2 separate regions of the Hordeum vulgare genome follow, and region 2 is linked to region 1. A link is a contact called in public Hi-C data. All regions are on one chromosome and are shown on one strand. The core of a region is the stretch at or near the end of the contact, and the rest is flanking DNA. Distances in the headings are between cores, read along the strand shown. Region 1 has its middle 200 kb from the start of LOC123411744. Region 2 has its middle 140 kb from the start of LOC123439464.

Evidence for each region. A called contact is a pair of places that touch in the nucleus more often than the background predicts.
Region 2: a Hi-C map of leaf shows a contact between it and region 1, with 2.6 times the contacts expected there. The contact joins two enhancer-like sites. A contact is called at or near these places in 2 of 6 Hi-C or Micro-C datasets (leaf and seedling).

What each region holds. Positions count from the first base shown.
Region 1 is chr1H:386,726,259-386,732,140 of MorexV3_pseudomolecules_assembly, forward strand. No RefSeq gene overlaps it. Among protein-coding and RNA genes, the nearest start is that of LOC123411744, 200 kb to the left of the region's middle. Within about 2 kb of position 2,918, at least 3 of the 3 cell types and tissues checked have open chromatin away from gene starts, as enhancers often do. A contact at or near this core is called in leaf and seedling, where this site is marked.
Region 2 is chr1H:386,895,650-386,901,531 of MorexV3_pseudomolecules_assembly, forward strand. No RefSeq gene overlaps it. Among protein-coding and RNA genes, the nearest start is that of LOC123439464, 140 kb to the right of the region's middle. Within about 2 kb of position 2,907, at least 3 of the 3 cell types and tissues checked have open chromatin away from gene starts, as enhancers often do. A contact at or near this core is called in leaf and seedling, where this site is marked.

The DNA.
Region 1 (5,882 bases), core at 1,668-4,167:
TCAAATCAGGACTAATAGAAACCATGTGTCAAAGGGCGCTTATAGAGCTTGTGGTTGTGATTACATTTGTAGAAACTTGTAGAGCTTTTGGTCGTGTTTACACTTGTAGAGCCTGTGGTTGTGATTACCATTTTATCTAAGTTATATGCTGTAATAGACTTATTTTGGCTGTTATTTGAAGTATTATGTGCTCTTTTTGTCTGTTTTGATTTGAATATTGGTTATTTATTTATTGGTGAATTGAAAACATGAATCCTCATACTAGAACTTGACAATCGGGGCCCATTTGAGTATTGGACCCATCTTTAAAAAATGGAACCATTGGGCCACAAAGGCCACAACCAAAAAACAAAAAAGCAGAAATATTGGGTCAGGCCCATGTAGCCGACCAGAATGACAAAAAAATGATAATTAAAAAGGCTGAATTAGTGGGCTCGGCCCATCTAAAGCACCGAACTGGACCGGGCTCATTCTTATCAACGACCAATCGAATTATCATAAATTTGCCACATGAGCTTGCCATGTTGGATCCGACATGGCCTCAGCACACAACCAATGACCAAAACAATTGGTCGTAGAACCAACGACCTTTCATTTGGTCGTAAATGTGTTCGACCATTCGAGAAAAATGTCGTTTTAGTTCATTAGAGACCCTCAACTTTTGACCATGTGTTTTTTATCGTAAAAAGGTCGCAAATGGAAATCAACGACCATTCGGTGACCAATATTGAAGGTCGAAGTTAGCATATTTCTTGTAGTGACTTAGGCATTCTTGTATATCCAATTGGTTTCGGGAGGCGCAGGACGAGGCCGCCTACAACCACCATCTCTTCGAGGAGCACGTGCAGGCAGAGAGGGAGTTCGCTGCAGGTAGGGAAGTCACACCAGACGCGAACCTGGCGGAGTAGGAGCCGTTGCTGGAGTCCTATCACTCCGTCCACAAGATCCGTCTCGCCCGCTAGCGATACTGCGAATGGGTGGCGACGAATGTGGCGACCACTTAGAGCAAGTACAATAGAGCTGAGTCAGCTGGCTATAAGGAATAAACTAATATATTTTTGTTTAGTTAGAGGAAAGCGGGCTCTTAGCTAAGAGCCAGCTCTAGCACGTGCTCCTAGGCCTTTTGTGAGTATGAAAGGTGGATCATATAATAAAAAAGTAGCACACTTTTGCAATGAACTATTGTACATGTTGGCTATAAAATGAGCTATAGATGACATGACAATGGCTTATAGCCAGCAGCTGGCTATACTATTGTACTTGCTCTTACAAGGAGTGCGACGACGCGGGCGAGGCGGTGTTCGACGGGACGGGCGAGGAGGAGGAGAACATCGCCGAGGCTGCACCTCGTCGCAACAACCACGAAGCCAACATGTCTCAGGGTGCCGTCGACAATGAGTAAGAGTAAGTCGTCGTTGCTCGTGGTCCCAAGAAGGCCACTGCCCCTTCCTTCCGTTGAAGCAAAGCTTGGCGGCCTCAACATCGTCGGTCGATATAGCCGCTTGGCGGCGACATGAAGGCACACAACTTCATTTCCCGCGACACCGGGCAAGGAGGTTATAGAGGCGAAGCTGGAGAGCACCATGACGTAGCTGGCGAAAGCAAAGCTTCAATTCTCGGGATTCATGGCCGGACACGGGGAACGGGCTCTGCCGCTCCATCGATCATAGATTAGGCATTTTAATTATACCTCTAGAGCAGGACGATCACCGCTTAGTTGATGTAAATGTAATGAAACTCGTCATGTTTATATGAAATCTGTCATGTATATATTAAATCCGTTATTTTTGTATGAAATCCGGCTATGTTCAAACGAACTATGACCCTATTTGCATGAATTTCGTTCGATTGGTTCAAATTGTTGTTAAAATATATGCGTCTACGGTTAGATGATGGTCTCCCGCATGTGTGTTTGTGGACCTTATAAAATTTATGAATTATCGTTGGAGATGCCCTTATAAAATTCTGTTTAGGTAAATATGTTGCTCCCAAGCTATCTTAATAAAATATGATCCTACGGCCACAAAGCCGGCAAACGCACGGTCGTTATCACTCGGTTGATTTGAATCATTTTCCTATAATAGACCGTTGCTAAAATCATGCTGGCTTAGGAAGAAAAAATCAAATATAAACTTTTTAATATTATAATCCTCATTTTTGGGGTCTAATCCTTTCTAGTTTCTACAAAGACTTGTGGAATCAAATAGACCTTCAGGCACGTGGCATGCGCGGTTGAGTATCTAGCAGCTGCTTCCGTTCCTGCAAAATCCAAGTAAGTGAAACGCACATAAATTATCTGAAGATTCCAACCCCTTCCAAAATTCCCATGAGTCTGAATATACAGGACCGAGGTCGGCTGTCTGGGCGAGTGGGTGCTTCCTTTTGTTTTCGAGTTTTTTCTGTGTGTTGACTTTATAACCAGCGCGTGGTTGTTTCCAGAGGTATACGCACACATGCGACAAGCCACCAAAGGAGGTGAGATATGATATCTACGGATTGGAAAATTCTCCAGCAGTCCGCGCGTTCAGATTCGCGGTGTGTGTAGCATGTTTCACCTGGCACGTACAGTGACCTACGAGTATTTCGTTTACACCGCACCCGGCACAAAATCACGGACGCAGGATTTGGTTCCCGCCTACTTTTCGATGTCAAATAGAACGTCCTCGTCCACCGTCTTCCCTAATTTTTTTCTCACACGGCGAAAACGACACGGTTGTCCGCATGCGTCGGGATTACGGGGACGTGGCCCCGGACGTGTCGATCGTGGCACATGCATGGCGCCCCGGCCGGAGCGGAGCATGATTGCGCCGTGTGGACTGTGGTTCGGGCGCGCCGACGCGGCAGCAGGGCTCTCGCCGGTCTCCTCGTCGAGCTGTCCCACCCGGTGCGGCGGTGTCCCCTCGCGCCCGACCGGCACCAGCACCGGCGCACCACGCGTGCAGGCCCACGCCCCACGCCGTCCTGTTCGTAAACGTAGGGGGTGTTTCTTTCCACAGGACTTTTTTGACACTTTTCTAGTATATTATTAGGGATAACATGGTCTTTTTACATGTCATTTAATGACCTCTAGTTCATATTTAGTCTTTGAAAAGAAACGGATAGAGACTTTTTAGTTGGGACAAAAAAAATCCTAAGACTTTTCAAAGAAACGGGCCGTAGCGTAGCTTGGCATCATCGCCTCAATCATGGCCATGACATGATTAGGTCTCGGCTCGGCGCCACCACCGCAAACGCTCACGCGCGCCCCACGTGCCGGCCCGGGCCGAGCGCCGGATTGGTTCGGGGACCAAGGTGGTTGGGCTGGGCCGCGGACGCCGAGACAGGGCTCACGTGGAGTGGGGCGGGAAACGGGGAGGGAAACCGGGGCGTGGTCACGTGGAGCCGGTCGTCCGGGCTCCGGCGTCCCTACGTCAGGTCGGACTCGGGCGTAGGAGGACGAGAGCTGCTATGCTAGGACAACGACGACGAGGAGGAGGAATGCGCGCGCGGGCGCCTGCGGCGTCAGTCGCTCTGTGCGTGCGCCCGACCGACAGCACCCACCTTCCCCAATCATTGACATTCTCCTCCTCCGCGCCCCTTTCGTTCCACTTTTGCTTGTTTCCTTTCTCACTTTCCATGGCCATGGCCGGGCCTTTCTATCAACGAATGCCCTTTGGAATCCGGCTTGACATTCCCGTTTCACCCGGGTTAAATCCCACGCGACCTGGGTGACGCAGCGCTTAGCAATATCTTCGTCGAATCAGCGCTAGTCATTGTTCAAAGATCGCACCCACCCGTCCACCACTGTAGATATGACTACTTACTCTACTACTCCATGGGATCTCGGTCTTGTGGCCAAGCCATGACGCTCGATTATTCTATGTGCTCCCGTCGTTGATATTTTAAATTTTCTCTGGAATTTAACCAGCTAGCTTTGCTTGGTATGTCAGCGCTTGCAAGCTGATCGGGTTCCCCTGGTCCTATGGCCACGGCCAATTATTTGTTTGGCCATGAGTGGCATGATTATGACCAGGACCCGTGCAGATGCCGCGTGCATCAGTTACCCCGGTTGGGCCACTCTCGATTAACTATTGCCTGAACCATGCTTAATAATTGCGCCATGCATCACGTATATGGATCAAGTACGCATGTCGGGTATAAAGCGTGCATGCCGCAAGTTTAGTGAGTCGATTCCACCTCCATTCCGGTGGCAGCTAGTACATCATGGGCATAAATAGATCCCCTCCCCAAACTAGCACCAATCCGGCCTATCCCATGCTCGCGTACGTGTCGTAGAATAGTCTAAAACTAGCCAGAAAAATGCCATCGGACACGTACGCTGCTCCAAGAACCTTCATGCAAGTTGCCAATTTGTGTAGCACGTACGTAGCACCACCCATGGAGCCACAACTGTAACACCGCTATGGATCACAGGAATTTAATACTCCTACTCCTACTACTAACAAGCTAGCAGAAAGCAGATGGATCAACGATAAACCGTGCATGGCGCGGCATCTGTATGCACATGCATGCTTCCCGCCACGTCCTGAACACGTGGCCCGTCGCTGCATGCAGAGGGCAAGCTTGGGAGCCAAGCGTGCCGTGGAGCCTGAATGATAGACCAATAATCAGCATCAATAAGTTGATCAGAGAAAGTCTCAACGCTGACCGTACCCTGTGTGCGTAGTACAAGTAGTATACCTACCCTCCTGACTTAGCTTGGTCGCGAGGGCACGACGTTCAGCAACCACGTGTGGGCATGGTGGTGAGCGCGAACGCATGCAGGTACGACGACGCAGCATGTGCAGGTCCCCGTGCGGTGCTGAGCTGCTACGCTCTAGCTGGATCCATCCTATCGTGTCAGGTGACGTGGGGATATGACCCGGCCAAGGCCAAGGCTGGTGTACCTACGTCTACGTGCAAGTGCAATCATATGCGATCGCGTGGGAACTGGGTAGCTATACCTTGGCTAGTTCTTGATCAAAGCGATGCAGTTGTTTCCAAAACCAAGGATTGCTGCCACGTAAGAATCGGCCGATTAGTTACAGTGTGTGCATCGAGCCAATGACCAGCTAGCAGGTCATGGATATTCCAAAATTAATCCTACAATAGTAGCAGTACCATGCATATTCTTGTGCTATCTTGAGACCATAGGCCCATACAGCGGTGTACACATATACTTTGTCCGTTCCTAAATACGGTATTTATTTTTTAGAGATTTTATTGATAGACTACGTAAAAAAAATAAGTGAATCTACAGGTTACACTGCATCTATAGACATTTGTATGTAGTTTTTATTGACTCTCTAAAAGTATTTATATATTTATAAATGAAAGGCTTAGCATCGTGTTATATTCTACCGCCAGGACCCACAACTCCTACTATACAAGTATGGAAATATCTGCGAACCAATCTGTGGTTGAATGGTTAGAGGAACTGTTGTATCACCAGCTCATCAAGGTTTAAATCCTGATGCTCGCTTTTATTTCTGGATGTATTTTAGAATTTTCGGCGATGCACATTCAGTGAAAGAAGATGTTTTCGTCGATGACGAGGTGTCTATGCTGACTATGTAAATTTCAAGATGATATGCCGACTCAGTTTCTCGAAGATGCTCACATGAATAAAACGTATGTGTGTGTTATAAAGATGAGTGTGTATGCACGTGTATATGAACACTTGCTTCTGTACTGTGTTAAAAAATATGAAAATATCTTATCGTCGATCGTTCGCCCTTTGATTTTGAGAGAAGGATGAGAACGAATATTTCGGTCCTGTAGTCCAAGCTTCAGAATCTTCCCATGCATTTCGGTATCGTATGTACGTAGAGTGTTCTTGATTTACAGCTACACATCAATTGTGTTTGAATAATGAATACTATACGTGCATGTCGGCTCACAAT
Region 2 (5,882 bases), core at 1,657-4,156, 170 kb after region 1:
GTGTGCTCCTAAATATTTCACGCTTCGTGTTATTGACTAGCAGTAAGCAGTTCCGTATCCTAGCATTATGAGTTCATGACTCTTGTTTAGTTTGATACTCCCTCTGTTCCTAAATATAAGTCTTTTTAAAGTTTTTACTACAGAATTACATACGGATGTATATAGACATATTTTAGAGTGTAGATACATTCATTTTGCTCCGTATGTAATCTTCTAGTGAAATCTCTAAAAAGACTTATATTAAGAAACAAAGGGGGAGTACCTCGCAAGCGCGAGGTTTATTTGGATTTTCATGGCACACGCTACAAAACATAACTCGCTTCGCATGGACCCACGTGTGTCACGCTGTTAAATGACACACAATACGTCATATAGAAGGTCCCATTCGTCCTGGTAAAGTTTAGTGTTGAATGATTTTGCAACTTTGCATGATAATGCCACCGCGAAGAATATATCTCCCTCATAGCGATACCATGCCGACCTATTTTTCATTTTTTTCCGTTCACTAGGTTTCTATTGAGACACTTGTAGTTTTGTTCGGTCACGACTCACGATAGTGGTTTTGGCTCGGTTTTCTTATTTCTTTATTGATTTTGTTTTCTCTTCGATTTCTTTGTTTCTGCACTTGTTTTCTCCGGTTTTTCTTTGTTTTTTTCACATGTTTTCTTTCTTTCTTGGACCCCACTATGTAGCGGCGCCGCATTAGGGTCTTTTCGTGTTGCGGCTCAGCTAATGCAACATTAGTATGCATGCAAAATTAGTGTGTCCCTTTAATCGCATAATTACATTACTTCACATACCTTGCACATGCGGCGGCAAATCTCATTCTTTTTATCATGCATGCATGCAATGACATCATCAAGATTCTCTTCAATATTTGAAATTCAAAATGTTTTATCTCTAAAACGACTAATTTGATCGATGATATGTTTTCACAATTGTCTTTGTTGCGATGATATCTTCGAAACTAGATCCCATATCGACATGTTTTGGCAACTTTTTTTCTTCCATATTTGCCACATTGTTGCACTTACTTGTCATATTTGTAAACACTTACTTGCCTAATAAAAAGTAACTGTTGCACTTACTTGTCATATTTGTAAACACTTAATTTACCGGTAAAAATATAACTAAATTTCCATGTTTTACAATTGCATGTAAAAATGACAACTTGAAATAATAAACCTGACAACCTTAAAACATGGCATTTTAGTTATTTTTTATTAAGCAACTTAGTGTTTACAAATATGATAAGTAAGTGCAACAATGTGGCAAATATGGACGAAAAAAAGAGTTGTCAAAACATATCGATATGGGATCTAGTTTCGAAGATCTCATCGCGACAAAGACAATTATAATAACAGATCATCGATCAAATTAATCGTTTAGAGATAAAACATTTTGAATTTCAAATATTGAAGGGAATTCTAATGACGTCATTGCATGCATGCATGATAAATAAAGGAGATTTATGGTTGCATGTTCAAACTATTTAAGCACTATAGCACACTAGATCGCATGTGTTTGCTTGACTTTTATAGTCATTAGCAAAAGTACTGTAGCACGATAGAGACGCATGATTCACATGCATTGCGTCGCCGCAGGGAAAGTCTATTGCGCGGCGCTTGTAGTTAGATTTTCCCTTCTTTCTTTCTCAGTTTCCACATTTTTATTTTTTTCCTCTTCACCCTTTTCATTATTTCTTTCTTGATTTTAATTGTTTTTTTATTTTTAATTTGCTTATGTACTCATGTTTTTTGTTTGCTTTCCCTTGTTTTATTTCTTTGTGAAGTTTCTTTGTTTTTCTTTTTCTTGGCACATGTCAACTTTTATGAACACACAACATATATTTTTAGTTTAGACATGAAATATATATTTGATAAAATTTCAAAAAAATTTAAATACAGGATTTGCATTTTTGTTTTAGTGTATGGTTTTGAGCACCTTTTGTATACATGGTCAATATTTTTAAATACGCGTTGATTTTTTTATTATGACAATGCAAACAATTGCTTAACATTGTTAAAATTTCACAGACATTTTTTGGTGGCACGTAAATATTTATTTAAAATGTTAAACACATTTCTTTAGTGGCAACAAACAATTTTAGTCATATGCAAACATTTTTTACATTGCATGATAAATTTTATGTACACGATTGAACAGTTTTTAAAGTACAAAAATATTACTTTTTTCGAACATATATTTGATGTCATTTTTTCTTCAAACACATTCAATATTTATGTGTACACCAGGTATTTTTTATATACACGTTTTTCTAAAAGAACCTATACATTTCCAAATACGTGATTAAATTTTGCAAAAAAATGATTTTTATATCTATTTTTTCATACACATTTTTCTAAAAGAACCTATACATTAGAATCATTATTGGCAGATAAGTTTAAGATTTTTCCAAAACATGATTAACATTTCTATACATATATTTTAGTTTTCTATTTTTTTCATACTACAAGAGCAACAAAGTCTTTAGTCCCAAACAAGTTTTGGTAGACTCCTTTTTTTCATACACATCATATATATTTTTTGTATACACCAGGAACATTTTTTATATGCACATTATTGTTCTTTAAATATGTATTTTGTTATCTGCTATTTTTCATACACATTGTACAATTGTTATGTACGCTAGTAACATTTTCCTGAACAGATTTAATATTTTTGGAGCGCGATTAAGATTTTTATGATTTGTATGTAAAATTTGTTTTGCAATATATGTATGTATAATATTAATAAATTTAGAAAATGCAAAAAAGAAAGATAAAGTTAAAAAAAAAGGTTGAAAACAAAAGCGTTGAAGGCTTGTAGTCCGCGCTGGAGCGGCTCATTACGACGGCTGCTTGAGGCTAGACTTTCTACCGTGTCGCGGCGAGCGAGACATAGTCGCGACCTCATGTCACAGCCTGATGTGACATCCCGACCAGGACTAAATCGATCCCGTTAAGGCCCATTCGGGTGCATGCATCCTTTTCCTTTTTTGCTAATGCTGGGTGCGTGTTATCAGGTGTGGATATTGTATGGTTCCTTTTCGCAGAAAAAAGGTGTGGACATGGTCTAGTATATGTCACTGTCAGCTTTTCCTTTAGGTGATCGCTATCATCGCTAAATGATTAGAAGATATGCCAGTGTCTTGCAAGGGATGATACTTAATTTGTTCAATTTCATCAACTTACTCAAACGCATACATATCCGGATGGTATAATCAAGCAACCTCTCCTATATCTCTCTCTATCCGCACCTTAGACACATCGAATTTGAATCATGTGATCCGTCGTGATCAGCTTAATTGTTTTCCTAGAAAAGAGGATTACACGGTTCCTGCATCTTGCATTCAATCATTGTATTGATTATTCATAAAAACTTTATAAAATAGTATATCAGGTTGTCTAAAGTCGTCATCTTAACAACAATTCTCGCTAGTTCTATTTACTTAATAAAGTGGTGTTAATAGTCCGAGCCTAATATCAAACATACATAGTACGAAAGCCTAATATCTAAAATGAATGCCCCAACCAAGCCATATACTGAGTTTTGACTATAAACCGGTCCGACGCACTCTCATGTATCATCCTCGTCGTCTTTCACCAATCCATCTTCAGAGAAGAATAACGCACCGACCTTGTCGGGACTCTCTGCCATCGACGTCATCATAACATCAGACAACGTCCTTCTCCTATGCGAGTCCATCTCCGGACATCGAACGATGAGTCTCCACTACGTCATGCCGTCGGGATCCGTCGTTGTAAGATGAAACATCGCTCCATAAAAATAAATTCCACTGACTAGCTTGGTTGTAATAACATCTTATATTATAAAATGGAGATAGTATTTATCTATGCTGGAGCACACCCTACATATCAATTAGCCACTACAATCACGTTGTCTTCATGATTCAAATACTGGAAGTACGCATTTTTTTCCTAGCAAACAAAACAAACAGGACCATTAGGAGAGAAGTTGCACTCAGCCGACGTGCTCTGCTCAACTCATCCTAGCCACCATCCCCAGTTCTGTCATTTTTAATTTCTGCCCTTGGATGTCCAAGTTAAACCAACGTGCATGCTGACTAGGTTTTGCTAGCTTTCCTCTAAAGTCATTCTGTTGGCCCCGACAGCGCGAAGGATTCTTTAAGTAGTTCTGAGCAGATAAGATAACGTTGCTGCCTTAGATAAGTGGGATAAGATGTCCATTGCATCCTGCCTGAAGTAATAATTTTATAATGCCCCCAGTTTTCGCAAAAGAACAAATTTCGGTGAGCTTTATTGCGCATGGTTTGACTTGCTCTCTTGAAATATGCTCTTGTGGCATCTTATGAATAAACGCAAATCTATGTCTATCCATATCTATATATCTATATGCTACATATACTTGAAATAATAAGGGAACTGCTACGAATCCATCGGTGGATATTTACTAAACATCCGTCACCTGGACATCCGTTCGATCTCGCGCATAGCCGTCTGATCCGCTCTTGGACTTAATTCCTGAAACGACGTTCGAGTTGCAGAAACAATCGCTTTGTTGCAAAAAATAAACTTTGGACCCATTAGTTCCTTCAACAACGGTCGAGTTTCAGAAACAATTGCTTGTTTCAGAAAAAAAATTGTTCGTCTTTCTGCAAACATAGGTGATGTTGCGGAAGAATTTTTTGCAACAAAGGTCATGTTTCAGGAAATTTTTGCAGCGGGCTGGGATGGGGCAGCGCTATGGCGGTGCGGGGCGACGGGCGGCGAGGCGTCTAGCCCCCTGGTTGCGGGAGCTCGCCGGCGTGGCCGAGAGGGGCTACGGCGGAGCCGAGAGCGGGCTGGGACGCCGCAGCACTCCGGCGGTGTGGGGTGACGGGCGGCTGGCCGCGTGAGGCGAGGCGGCTGCCCCGTGGTCGCGGGAGCTCGCCGACGGGGCCGGGAGCAGGGCGGGGAAGGCCATGGCAACGGCGGCAGCTCCGGGGAGGCTGAGCGGCAACAAGCAGGCGGCGGGCGAGGTCGCCGGAGCCGAGGCGGAGCCGTAGGGTGGAAAAGTGAGGAGCTCAGCTTCATGACCGTTTCCTGAAACAATGATCCAGTTTCAAGAAACGGTTCGTCATCAGATCGAGATCCAACGAATGAGCGCACGGCTGATGGATCGCGCGGGATCAGCCGGTGGGATGTAATCTTTTCCCAAACAATAAACTTAAAAGAAGAAACTAAGGACTTTCGTTCCATCACCTCTTGGTTCAACCTCCCACCCTTCATCAATCTTTTGGTAAATAAATAAATAGAAATAAATTCCTTGTTTATAGACAAATAAATATCAATCAATATTTTATCCTTATAAACCCAATAAAACATATCAATTACGGACACATACATATTATATCAGTTTAATAAATGGCAAAAAGATCAAGCTTTGTATAATTAAAACATAACCTTATGTTGCATCAAGATTTGTCCGATATAAACATTTACTGTCTTAATAAATATTGATCCTCCATCGCATGCACATACCAAATTAAAATACACAGCCTAATGGTAGAAGGTAATGAGGAAGCCCACTCGCTACATTGCCGAAAGAAAACACAGAAGGCGTGAACATAATGTCATAATACATGTAGACACCTAAGCTCCATGACAAGGCCCTCAAGAGGGGAACTACGCAAAGCATCATCATTGCTAAGTTAAAATGGACAAGGGTCTTCATCTCGAACCACAGGGAGAGGAGAATCATCACAACATCCTTTAGAGGAAAATAGCACCCTCGGGCATCGCAACCATCGGTGCCAATGCGTAGACATTTTTCTTGATAGCTGAACTGTGTCACCACGAAGCACCCAGGACAACCGCGACAAGCACAAACCTCCATATCCGGATAAGGGCATCATCACT